Linked DNA regions of Mus musculus: all the other regions are linked to region 2. A link is a contact called in public Hi-C and promoter capture Hi-C data. All regions are on one chromosome and are shown on one strand. The core of a region is the stretch at or near the end of the contact, and the rest is flanking DNA. Distances in the headings are between cores, read along the strand shown.

Evidence for each region. Promoter capture Hi-C pulls out the DNA fragments that hold promoters and counts their contacts. A called contact is a pair of places that touch in the nucleus more often than the background predicts.
Region 1: a contact with region 2 is called in a promoter capture Hi-C map of erythroid cells, with 13 times the contacts expected there. The contact joins the promoter of Cdk16 here to the promoter of Wdr44 in region 2. A contact is called at or near these places in 2 of 39 promoter capture datasets (erythroid cells and pre-B cells).
Region 3: a contact with region 2 is called in a promoter capture Hi-C map of pre-B cells. The contact joins the promoter of Slc9a7 here to the promoter of Wdr44 in region 2. A contact is called at or near these places in 2 of 39 promoter capture datasets (maxillary cranial neural crest and pre-B cells).
Region 4: a contact with region 2 is called in a Hi-C map of uterus, with 13 times the contacts expected there. The contact joins the promoter of Rbm10 here to the promoter of Wdr44 in region 2. A contact is called at or near these places in 2 of 39 promoter capture datasets (the HPC-7 cell line and pre-B cells) and 1 of 484 Hi-C or Micro-C datasets (uterus).

What each region holds. Positions count from the first base shown.
Region 1 is chrX:20,686,822-20,689,860 of GRCm38.p6, reverse strand. It overlaps Cdk16 (cyclin-dependent kinase 16), which reads right to left and starts at 1,435. Exons shown (of 16, transcript NM_011049.5): 1 at 1,055-1,435.
Region 2 is chrX:23,691,655-23,694,658 of GRCm38.p6, reverse strand. Wdr44 (WD repeat domain 44) reads right to left here and starts at 1,608. Exons shown (of 21, transcript NM_001305675.1): 1 at 1,390-1,608; 2 at 1,120-1,234. The coding sequence starts at 1,196.
Region 3 is chrX:20,290,459-20,293,278 of GRCm38.p6, reverse strand. It overlaps Slc9a7 (solute carrier family 9 (sodium/hydrogen exchanger), member 7), which reads left to right and starts at 1,452. Exons shown (of 17, transcript NM_177353.4): 1 at 1,452-1,919. The coding sequence starts at 1,595.
Region 4 is chrX:20,616,119-20,618,818 of GRCm38.p6, reverse strand. It overlaps Rbm10 (RNA binding motif protein 10), which reads right to left and starts at 1,316. Exons shown (of 24, transcript NM_145627.3): 1 at 768-1,316. Ndufb11 (NADH:ubiquinone oxidoreductase subunit B11) reads left to right here and starts at 1,200. Exons shown (of 3, transcript NM_019435.5): 1 at 1,200-1,759. The coding sequence starts at 1,559.

The DNA of each region.
Region 1 (3,039 bases), core at 186-2,685, 3.0 Mb after region 2:
CATGTTGTGGTGTCCCCCAACCATAAAGTTCTTTTTGTTGCTACTTCATAACTGTACTTTTGCTGTGATGAATTATCATGTAAATGTCTGATATGCAGGATATTTGACATTCGACCTCTAAGTTGAGAACCAGTGCTCTAGAACTTCATATATAGTATTGCCCCCACGCTTTCTGGAAGCCTTTATGGACATCCACTCACACCTCATCTTGACCCTTAGTGTGCAAAGCTCTTTATACTTCCTTTACTGACAATCTCCCGTACACATGTACGCACACACCTAAAACCCAGTAGTACAGGCCTTTCCCCATCCTCTCCCATTACACACACTCTCAGGTCCTTCAAAAGCTCTGCCTTCACTGGCATATACTGATCTCACCCTACCTTTATTACATCTACATACCCTCATCTCCAGGACCCTCCATTACCTCCTCTATGAGCACACCCTGGACCCAGAGAAGCTGCCACCCTCAACTCCGTGGATAAACACAGTATTAACACTATCCTGACCCTCATCACCACACACTCGGAACTATGCGTCTATCAGCACACCTTCTGGTAGTACCTCTACCACCCTTTCTCCATTTACACTGGGCCTCTCTGTAGCTCCAACTTCCACTAGAATGTTTTGGAACTGTCTTTACTTCAAACCCTGTTATACCCCATCACGTCCCTCATGGTCCTGCAACCCCTTTCCATAAGCACACTGGGCCTGAAGTCGTAAGGCTTTTTATTACATGTTCCTAGCCCTTTAGCAACTCCGAGAATCTCACTGTATCAATCCATTCCCATAACGCTAGTCCTTTAATCACCCTTCTCCCACTTAGCATCCACAGCACTTCCCATCCTCAGCTCCCAGGACAGGGGCCCAGGGCGGGGCCAAGGTCAGGGAGGCCCCAAATGACCCCCCAGTGCATTCTGGGAAACTCGAGGGGGAGGGGGCACCTGACAGACAAGCTGCCCAGAACCCCTTGGTCTTGTTCCAGCACTGCCTAGGGTCCGGCTGGCTCTCTAGGAAGAGCAGCCCCCACCCTAAGTATCGAGGACACGCTCACCGGAGGGGGCGCGCGAGTAACCTCAGAGCCGCGGGGCCGGCGCGGTGGCGCCTGGGGCGGCGGCCCGGGATGAGGCCGCGCGACCTCCTTTTCCTCCAGTTCGCCGCAGGCGCCCGTCCCAGTAGTCTTCGGCCATGGCTGCTGGGCCCGGGCCGCCGCCGGCTGAGGAGGAAGAGGCGGCGGCGGCGGCGGCGGCTGAGGCGGCGGCGGCGTCCCGCTCAGCCGGCCATGAGCTTGGCCACTGCGGGCGATGCCCCCGTGCTCGCAAGCGCCCGCTGGAATCCGGGTGTTCACGGCGGCTCGTGACTCACAGCAGACAGCTAGCGGAGACGCAGCATATCCCAGAGCCCCCCAGCCAGCGGCCCAACAGCCGCGCGCGCCGCGCTCCGCGCATGCGCACGCACACGCTGGGGGTGGGGTGTGAAGCAGGAAGGAGGAGACTCACCTCGGACTGCGTGTACCAAAAGAGCCTTCTGCAGCGGGAGGGGGTGCGGCCATTGCGTGCCCAGCAGGGAATGTGGCGTTGGCCCTGGAACGGCGCCAGGGGGATTTAGAGAGGGGTTAATAGTTTTGATCTTGCTAGAAATTTACTAGCATCGAGGTGAGCAGCAGCCAGTAGCCAGGCGTGCCAGTCACCACCTTCTTTCCCTACAGTCTCATTTGGTACATCCCCATGGTGGTAAACGGGACTTTTGCAAGGAGAAAAAGAACAGGTGAGCGAAGCAGTTCCAGTCCTTTGTGGTGCCTCGGGAGGCAAGAATTTAAAGGCTGGAAATGACTTTCTAGGAGAGGTGGCCTGGATTACCACCTTAGCTAGGACAATCTAGCCCCGCCCTGCCACCCACCCTCTACCACTAGTTTGTTACCCACTGTGAAACGTATGTGGCCCCACCCTTTTGAAAAAGCTGACGCTCAGCCAATCAAATTTGCTCCCTGCGTCAGGGCTGAGCAAGAATGAAGGGCGTGGCAAAGCTGAAGAAGCATGATCTAGCTTTCTCTTCAGCTTGCCTCCTCCTCTGTACGGTTTTTTATTGGTTTTCGGGCTCGCCTTTTTGTTCTGAGCGCTTCTCAGGAGATCGCTGAATATCCCGTAAGATAATTGGTCCAAAGGCCACTCAGTCAGCCGGTTCCCTCCTTTAACCATTCCCACATTCTCCTGCAGCTTCTTGGTGTGGTGAAACCTAGGCTGAGAAGGAAAGGCCTTTTTAGAGGGGGCAGACTCCACTAAGGCGCAGGTTTGGAACTTTGGCTTGGGCGGAGCTTCTTGCTGCCTCACTCTAATATTCGCGTACAAGCTCCTCTAATTAGGCTTTCTTTACACCTTTCAATTACCTCATCTTGTCCTCTACAGTCTTACTTAACTAGGTTCTGTTACACGGCCAACATTGCCAGGCATACCTCTCATTCTTCTCTGTAGAAAATGACACGATTTCCCGTATCTATCCCAAACAGTTCTGCAGACTTCCTGAGACTTCTTACACTGGCCCCAGGAATTTCCTTGCCTCTTCTGGGCTTCCTTTGGTTGGCCTTCTTTCCCAGTCACGATTTTCAAGCAAGGGCCATTGATTGGCAAGTACTTCTTCAGCCATGAAAGTCGTCCTTGCTAGGATAGACATCGGGTCTATCATTTAACAGACTTAATCTCCTTTCCTCTCACAACAGGAGAATATCCTAGTTCTTGAATATAGCAGGCATTTGTGTCTCTGAGACTTCATACTCGCTGTTGTTGTGCCTGGAATTCACTTGCCCCATATCTACACTTATTTCTTTCTGGTGCAGTTCCATTATTCCAAATCCCCACTTGGCTTTATGCCTTTTGAAAGGGGGGCTTTTAAAATTTGATGTTTATTTGCATTGTTAAAGTCTATTCCCAGCCTTGTGTGTGCTTCCATGCTGAGCTAATAATACCCAGACCTGGTCAACATTTTGTTGTTCTGTTTTCAGACAGTCTTTTGCAGCCCAGTCTCATCTTGAATTCAGTGTAG
Region 2 (3,004 bases), core at 359-2,858:
GCAGATTTTTGAAATCCCTTCTAAAATATACTTGTCACTTTATTTCTATCCACGGGGTAACTCTAAAAACTAAGAGTTCAACTCTGAGCATCATACACGAACACACCCATTTTATCATTTAATTTTCAAATTCTTATAGTTGGAGACTACATTTCAGTGCTTCTAGTTACAGACACATCAGGAGAAGAGTTTGTGAAATAATTGTAAACTGTGTTTCCACTCTGAAACGTGAAGGGGAGTAAAATAAGTTAAGTCCAAATCCTGGTCAGCGACGCTTTCCTACTAGTGAACTTCCTACTCAGAGCTAGCCATATTAATCACCAGTAAAACATCTTGCAAAATGAGAGAAAGGGCAGCAAGCTAGGCTCTCCTTCCAAGGACCTTATTACTCAGCACTTGTTTGTAGATCTGTACTCGGCTGTGTACATTTATGTCCGGCTGCCCTTTCAGACCACAGCATTCTCCCTAATGCTAAGGATCTTGTCTACAATTTCCTCTGGCACACAGTAAAGTGCTATTTCAGTAAAACACAGCTGATGTTGAACTCATGCGCAGGCTGGAGAACCTCCTTAAATAAATACCTGCCTTCCCCCCCCCCCCCCCCGCTTCTTTTTTTATGTAAAAGAAAAGGTGAGTGGCAAATAGGGTCGAGTTACAGTCACTTTGGAAATGAATAGGAGAGAGAGAGAGAGAGAGAGAGAGAGAGAGAGAGAGAGAGAGAGAGAGAAGCCGGGGAAGTTCAATTTGTCCTGCTACCGCTCCTTTTGGTCCCCGAGGGCCAAAACAGATGTTGGAAAGGTAAGCTTTGAACCCCGCAAATACAAATCGCTGCCTCTGAGGCACAAATGCCATCCGCTCAAGGGCTGGCTAAGACAAGAAAGGGGTCCGAAAGAGTCCCCAAACCGCTCACTAGGGAAAAGGGTGAAGGAGGATTCCCTCTCCCTCTTCCAACTCATCCTGCCCTAAGAAGTCCCAGGTCTGGGTTCTGAGGTGTCCAAGTGAGACTAAGAGGAACAGCGGTGACGGACACAGACGGACTGGGGAAGGGAGTAGAGGGAGATGCGGGAGAAGCAGGAGACTAGGATGCCCGAGCTCTGGGCCCGAGCTTCTGGTACTTACCCTACAGGATAGCCGGTCCCCAGGTGCACATCTTCAGGGGCATCATAGAATTCTTCGGTGTCGCTTTCCGACGCCATTTATAGGACACACCCGCGGGTGAGGGGGCCGGCTCCGCCTAGAGAAAGGGTGATTCTGAGCGTCTCCTCCTCGTCAGTTAAGAGTGTGGAGAGGTGGGTCCCCGGGCGACACTGAGGAGGGCACAGATGACGTGGAGTGAGAAGTCAACCCGGGACCGGGGACCACCCTCAGTTGCTGGGCTAAGGGGATGACCTGCAGAGCGACTGCCTGAGGTGGCTGCAGTGGGTCTGGGACAGTGGCCGGCGACCCGGGCGCTAGGTGTATGGAGAGCGCTAGAGAAGAGGCTGTGGCGCTTCTCCGTCCCGGAGAGCAGGCAGCGGGCGTGCCAGCGACAGCAGCTCCAATTTCTCCCGCAGCGGCAATTACAGTTGCAGGGAAAGCTACTAGCCCGCAAAATACCGACGCGCACCTAACCTCGCGAGATTTCGCGGCCGGCCGGTAAAGCGTGGGCGGGGCGGAGAGGTGGCGGGGGGCGGTCCCAGAGAGGCAATCTTATGATTACTAATGCGGGAGCAGCCTGTCAAAATGGCGCAAGCGTGTTGAGGGCGTTTAGGAGAGGCCGGAAGTAGTGGGAATAAGGGCGGTGTCTAGCCTGCGGTGGGGTGGAGTCTGGGACCTGCGCAGGAGCAGCTGTCTGCCAAAACTCCGAGGCACGCCCGACTTCGGTGCAGTTTCCTTAGACGTTTATTTACTGATTCTGCTAACTGCAGTTCAAAAGAAGCATTTTGAGAGGGATGATTTTGAGTCTCTTCCGTTCATCCTGAGAGAGTTCTGTGGGCATTTTGGGATTGTATATTACTTAGTCGTTTCAGCCAAGTCTAAAATATACCGCCTTAGGGTTTTGGCACTTTTAGCATCTTTAGTCTGTAGGAATAGATCTGTCTTATTCACTTGCTATAAGATCCCTAATTGAGATCCCTACATATGATCCAGATGGCCAAGGGGCAAAGTCCATAAGAAAGAGATAGCTGGGGTGTGTCCCATTTCCCAAGAGTAATGGTGGATTTATTGCTGGAGCTGAGCCATCATAAGAACTGCAACTTTTCTCAATAGTTAACTGTCGTCGCAGCCCATGATGTGAGAGAAACTATATACTGCCCAAGATGTATCACATAACAGTGCAGGCAGGGGAGTTATAGATCCTTTGGAAAGTATAACTTTTGTCAAGAATTACTACTAGATTTTATGTTTTTTAAATGTTTTAACTTAAAGAGTGGATTTATGGTCCTTACTACAAAATAAACTGGTGAGATGATACGGCTTTATTGACGTTTTCTACAGTGTTTACAGTGATTAAAACATCACATTTTACTACCCCAAATATAAACAATTATTTGACAATTAAAAATAAGCTAATTATACTGGGTACAGTGATGCATGCCATCCATACTAGCATTTGAGAGGTGGAGGCAGAAAGATCAGTATTCCAAAGTCATCTTAAGCTATATGAGTTTGAGTGCAGCCTGTGTTACCTAAGAACCTGTTCAAAAAAAAAAAAAAAAAAAAAGAACAAAGGTTCATCTCAAATTAAAATTTTTTGTTCACTATACTATGGAAGAAAGCCTTTTTTGTTTTGATTCATGAAAATTTATCAAAATATATTGTTATATGAAAACATATAACCATATAAATTTAGAAATTTATTTTCTACCTAATTACTTACTAGTGAACCTATACATTTCTTAAAATATTTTGGTTTATTGTAAAGGTATCACCTGTTTGAATATTAAAGAAAAATATTTTGATGTTGAGTTACTATGTGTGGTATATGCAGCAATTTTATGAACATGTATTATTTGGTGTCATG
Region 3 (2,820 bases), core at 203-2,702, 3.4 Mb after region 2:
AATATAACTATGTGTGGATAACAGTGTGTTTTCTTCGGTATATATTTATGAATAGGTGGGTGAGACTTTTCATGCTCTTCCCAAGTCAACTACTTTATGTGAGAATTAGTCTTCTGGTTGTCTGCTGTTAGAAGAAACCATTTTCAAATAGCATGGTCAATTAAAATAGGTCCAAATATTTCATTATCTCAGTTTGAGGCATGAACTATGCACAGTGAGGTGGTTCTTGTTTGCAGTGTCTCATATATTTGTGGAGGAGTAGCAAAAGATCCTGGCTAAAATCAAGATGAAGAGATTCCATGGTGTGAAGAAGGTACTATGCAGTTTTGTCTAAATGTTCACCTAGAGAGGATGTAGGTATGTTCTGAAGAGTTTCCCTGTGTCCTTCAGTGAATTCTCCTGACTGTAAAAACTCCTCTGGCCAAAAAAGCATGGGCAGTTGGTAGGGATCTCAGAGAGAGATTCAGCAAATAGAATGCTCAACATCAGGAGGTGACTGATCATATTAAGCTTTCTTTTCTTCCTTGACTTGAGAAACAAGGTGGTTGCTCTAGTTAGTCTAGAGAATAACTATTCTAGTTATTAGAATTTCTTCCAAAAGCTTTTGTCTTCTGAAGACCTTGTCCTAATTCGGAGCTGGGCTTGATCCTAAAAGCTTAACTAAAGCCCCCCCCCCCTTGTTTTCAAAGTTAACAGGAAGACAGCATTAAAAGGGTACCCTTGGTACACCATCTGCAGCTCTTCTACACAAAATGGCAAGAGTCTTTAGTTCTCTCTAATTCAACCCTCTTTCCCCAAGGGGATTAGTTGCAATCTAGATGCTGGAGGTATTTATTTCATGGCTCTCACGAATTGCCCTTACAACCCTGAAGCTGACTTGAACACAGTTTATTTGAATAATGCCTAAAAGACTCTGGGGAGTTCTGAAACTCTGGATACAGCCCGAAAGGTGAGAAAAATTGAAGTAGGTGGTGTGTATGTGTGTGTGTGTGTGTGCGCGCGCGTCCGTGTGTATAGACAGTGACATGACTTTGTAACTCCTGGGTACCCCCACTTTACTGGGCTCAGAGAGGCCACAGACCCCTGTGACTTCAAACTCTGAGCGTGGCGCTAAGGACAGGTCTGGAGACCTAGCAATGAATTGATCCAAGTTGATGTCCCTTGCCAGGAGCGAATGACCTCTGCCATCTCTTTTAGGTGACGTGGTAGCTACAACTCAGGAACTGGCTTGCCGACCCCAGACAGTCTGACCAGGTACGCTTGGACACGGCCAGCAGCTCGGTGGCGCAGTGGAAGGGCTAGCCGCCCTCCTGGCAGAGGGAGGATAGAGCTCGCCCCGCCCGGACAGCCAGCCTGGTGGCCTTGCTGCTCCTCTAGGCGGGGGATGAACAGGTGCGCGGGCGGGGGGTGGCGCTTGGGGATCCTGCGCACTGCGCGTGCCCCTCCCCCGCAGCTTGGCGCAGCCCTGGCCAGGCGCGAGCAGCGGGAGGAGGAGCTGCGGCTGTGGCCACCGGGGTAAGTCCGCGGCACCGCTGGAAGCTGCCGACGGCGCGAGCTGGTCCCCGCGTGGAAGAGGCACGGGCGACCCGGAGTCATGGAGCCTAGTGACGCGGCGCGCCCGGGTCCCGGGAGAGCTTTTCGGGGGCTGTCGCCGCGGCTGCTGCTGCTGCCACTGTTGCCTGTGCTGCTGGGTCGGGGGCTGCGGGCTGGGGCCGCGGCCTCCTCTGGGGCGGCGGCTGAGGACAGCAGCGCCATGGAGGAGCTTGCCACCGAGAAGGAGGCGGAGGAGAGCCACCGGCAGGACAGCGTGAGCCTGCTCACCTTCATCCTGCTGCTCACCCTCACCATCCTCACCATCTGGCTTTTCAAGCACCGCCGGGTGCGTTTCCTTCATGAGACCGGGCTGGCCATGATTTATGGTGAGTCCCCTGCTACTGCCACGGCCCAGGTCCCTAGGGCAGCTGGCCGTACTCCTCCCGGTGCCGCGCAGTGCTCCTGCTTCACTTCCAAATGAGTTTCTTCATTTGCGTTTCCCGCTGAGACGCTGTGGGTTTCCAAGGTCAACTGTCTGCATTTTTCTGGCTTTCTGCAACGGTTAAAAAGCATTTTGTGTGTGTGTGTGTGTGTGTGTGTGTGGGGGGGGGGGTGTTCCCGTTTCGACGTTTCTTTACTAGGAACTAAGATGAAAGATACAGAGGTGGCTCCTTGATCCCTTTGCTTCATTTTATCTCGGTTGTGCTGCTCTCCATCAGCATTGATTCCCCACTCCCCGCCCCAGTTTAGATCTGCAAAAGGTATTGGGGGATTTCCCAGGGAGCTGTGCCACCCCAGGGGACAGGCCACAGAGCGTGAGAAAGAGGGCTGAATGTAAATCTTGACTTGGGTTGCTCATGGTGGTCATCGCAGGTTGGTGCCCACTTCTGATGTTTGTGTTCTTTCATTTCTTGTTAATAAAGTGCAATGAGGAATACAGAGAAAGATGAGCGTGGTTTAGGACCCAGACTGATGACACCACAATGTCAGGCCTAACTAGAGACAGGTACCCTTATGTCTCATTGGGAAGTTATGCCTTTTGCAAGTCAAGGGTAGCTCTTATAACCCTAAAATATAACATACATTTCTGAGTTCGTGGAGAGAAAAGTGATGGTTTTAATCTTGGAGTCAGTCCTCTTTTGTTAAGGATGGGCTGATCCCACTATCCTTTCTGGATTTAGTGATTTAGTAGTATACAGCATATTACATGGGCAAGGCTAGGACATGGATAATAACAGCCACAATCTGAGTCATCCTGTTTTCTCTCTGTGTGCCTCCTGTCACCTC
Region 4 (2,700 bases), core at 67-2,566, 3.1 Mb after region 2:
ATGAGTCTAATTTTGTTGCATACACAGCACAGAAAAGAAACAAAGTTACAGACAAGCCCCCAAAATAGCCAAGGGCCAGGATCACAGGATACCTATAAGAGACACAATTAAACGGATTTCCCTTTGAATATATAGACCTCACTGTTACAGATACAACTCCCAAAAGAAGAAACGCCGGATATATATATTCTCTGCACCCCCTCCCCAAACTAACTAAGTTGGGGTCGATCAGTAACAAGCCTGCTTCCTGATAAGGATCAGAGGTCAGATACAGACCCCAAGGATAAAAACCATATTCACTTTCTTTCTCCGCGCTTGTCACCCTCATTCCCACCACATAAATGAATAGAGGCCGCAGCCAGAGTATTTCCCCGTGGATAGTTAAGTAACAAGGGCAGTCAGCACAACCCTCCTCTAAGAACACCCCCCGCAAAGTCGCAAACACGCGCGTTTCAAAAGATAAAAAGTTCGGTGGGCAAATACAGTAAGTCACAGTACCCCACTCCCATCTGTCTCTCCCTTCCCCCAACCCGCGTGCACCCATCCCGCGTCCCAATCGCGCACGCGCTTTTGCTTTCATAAGAAAAAAGCTGGGGTGGGGGACCATACCCCCTCTTCAGGTGCAGGCTGTGCAGGCATCCCTCAGCTCTGTGCGAACTCCGAGGGTACAGTCCGTCCCCGCGCCTCTTCTATGCACACCGGCCCTCTCCCCCTCCCACGCGCCCAGCTCCTTTACCTCCGATCCCACGACCCGCAACGGCGCTCACCTTCTCGGCCCGGGCTGTCAAGGGAGGGCTCCCAGGCATCACCTCCGCCCGCCACCACCTCCTTCAGAACTGTTAGTTCAAATGGGAGCCAATGCATGCAACTACCAAGTCCAAGACTGGGAGCAAAAAGGAGGAAAGGGGGAGGGGAGACGCGACCGACGCGTTGCCCTCCCAAGGAAACTCGGTGCCACCTCCTCCTAGCCGGCCACAGTCACCAACACAAAATGGCGACGAGAAGAGAGCCGGCGATCCGACCACCATCCACCTACTAAGGGAGCGCGCTCTGGCCGGCCTTGACGATTGGTTGCCGGTCACCATTGGCTGGCCCTGGCATTCTCTGATTGGCAAGCATATGCTACCTCCCCATTCCCTGTGAGAACGGCCCAGGAGTCCAGAAAAAAGAGTAGCTATTGGCTACCCCTAAGAGGCCCGCTCTTTAGAAGCTTGCTGTCCTTTGAAGTTGAAAGACAACTAGAAGCTCCACCTCTTTCCCTACAGGGCCATCTAGATGTCACCGCTTTCTTCTTACGAAGAAAATGAACAGACCTCTCAAAAACAACTCTCTCCCAGACTAACAGAAATGATAACGTTGATTCGGTAGCGACACGGCGTGGGAGGCAAAATAGAGTCCGCACCTCGCCGAACTCGTAAACAAACTTAGGCCGGGGATCTATTTAGCAAGGTAAGGGCGGAGCGACAAAAATCGCGCTGGGATCAACCGCAGCTGCGCACATTGTATTTCCGTCTCCCTCCCCCCCCCCGCCCCCCAGGACTCCGCAGTACAAGCTGTCATGGCGGCCCGACTGTTAAGCTTGTATGGTCGCTGCCTGTCAGCAGCGGGGGCGATGAGAGGGCTCCCGGCTGCTCGCGTTCGCTGGGAGTCCTCCAGGGCTGTAATCGCCCCATCCGGTGTGGAGAAAAAGCGGCAACGAGAACCGACCATGCAGTGGCAGGAGGACCCAGAACCCGAGGACGAAAACGTCTACGCGAAGGTGAGAGGGAGGGGGGAAAACGGGACGCTGTAGGGGCCAATCTGGACCAGGGAAACCAGTGTCAAAGCGGACATTCTCCGGCCCGAGATTTGAGCAGTGGACAAAATCTTCGAATATTCAGAAATTTTGCCTAGCTTGTTTTTCTCTTTCGTTGCCTTATTTGCAGTCAGAAATCACACTGAAAGAGGGCAGCACCCAAAGCATGTTAGAAACTTTATAATTAGGGTAATACTAAACTCTAAGGTAACACGTGCATAATGCCAGGCTGTGCTAGACACTTTGTATCTATTTACTCATCTCAATTCTAAAGTAGCGTGATTTTGAAGTAGGCACTATAACTGTTACTGAAGTAGGCACTGTAACTGTTACAGTGACATAGATGAGGATACTAAAACACAAGTTGCTAGCCCAAGATCACAGCTTGAGTAGGTCATGGAGCTGATTATTTGCATTCAGGACTGAATTCCTGTGCTTTATGGAGAGCAGAGATTCTGGAGTCAGACATCTTGGGTTGAAAATTATTCACTTGTATGACCTTGGACAAGTAATTTAATCTCTTGGTGCCTCGGTTTCTTTGTAAAGTGAGAAAAGTACTAGGAAAGCTAAGAAAAACACACCTGCTTCATATGAGTCAGAATGGTCACTGCAGCTCTTACCACTTACTTCAGAAGTACTCCAAATTAGAAGGTGTTTATTATTGCCATTTCCACTCTACTGAGGATATTGTGAGGTTTGTGTTTTTGAAAAGGCCTAGTATATTCAACATTAACATCTGATTGAAGATCTTAAATTATTATAGGGTCCTATAGAATAAGTGGACCCATAGGAAATTGCCAATATCCAAACATTTTTTTAATCTTTATAAATAGCACTTTCCAAGGATGAAACTTAACAGACAGGGTGAGCACTCCCAAACAAGTACGTGAGGCCAATTATTCATT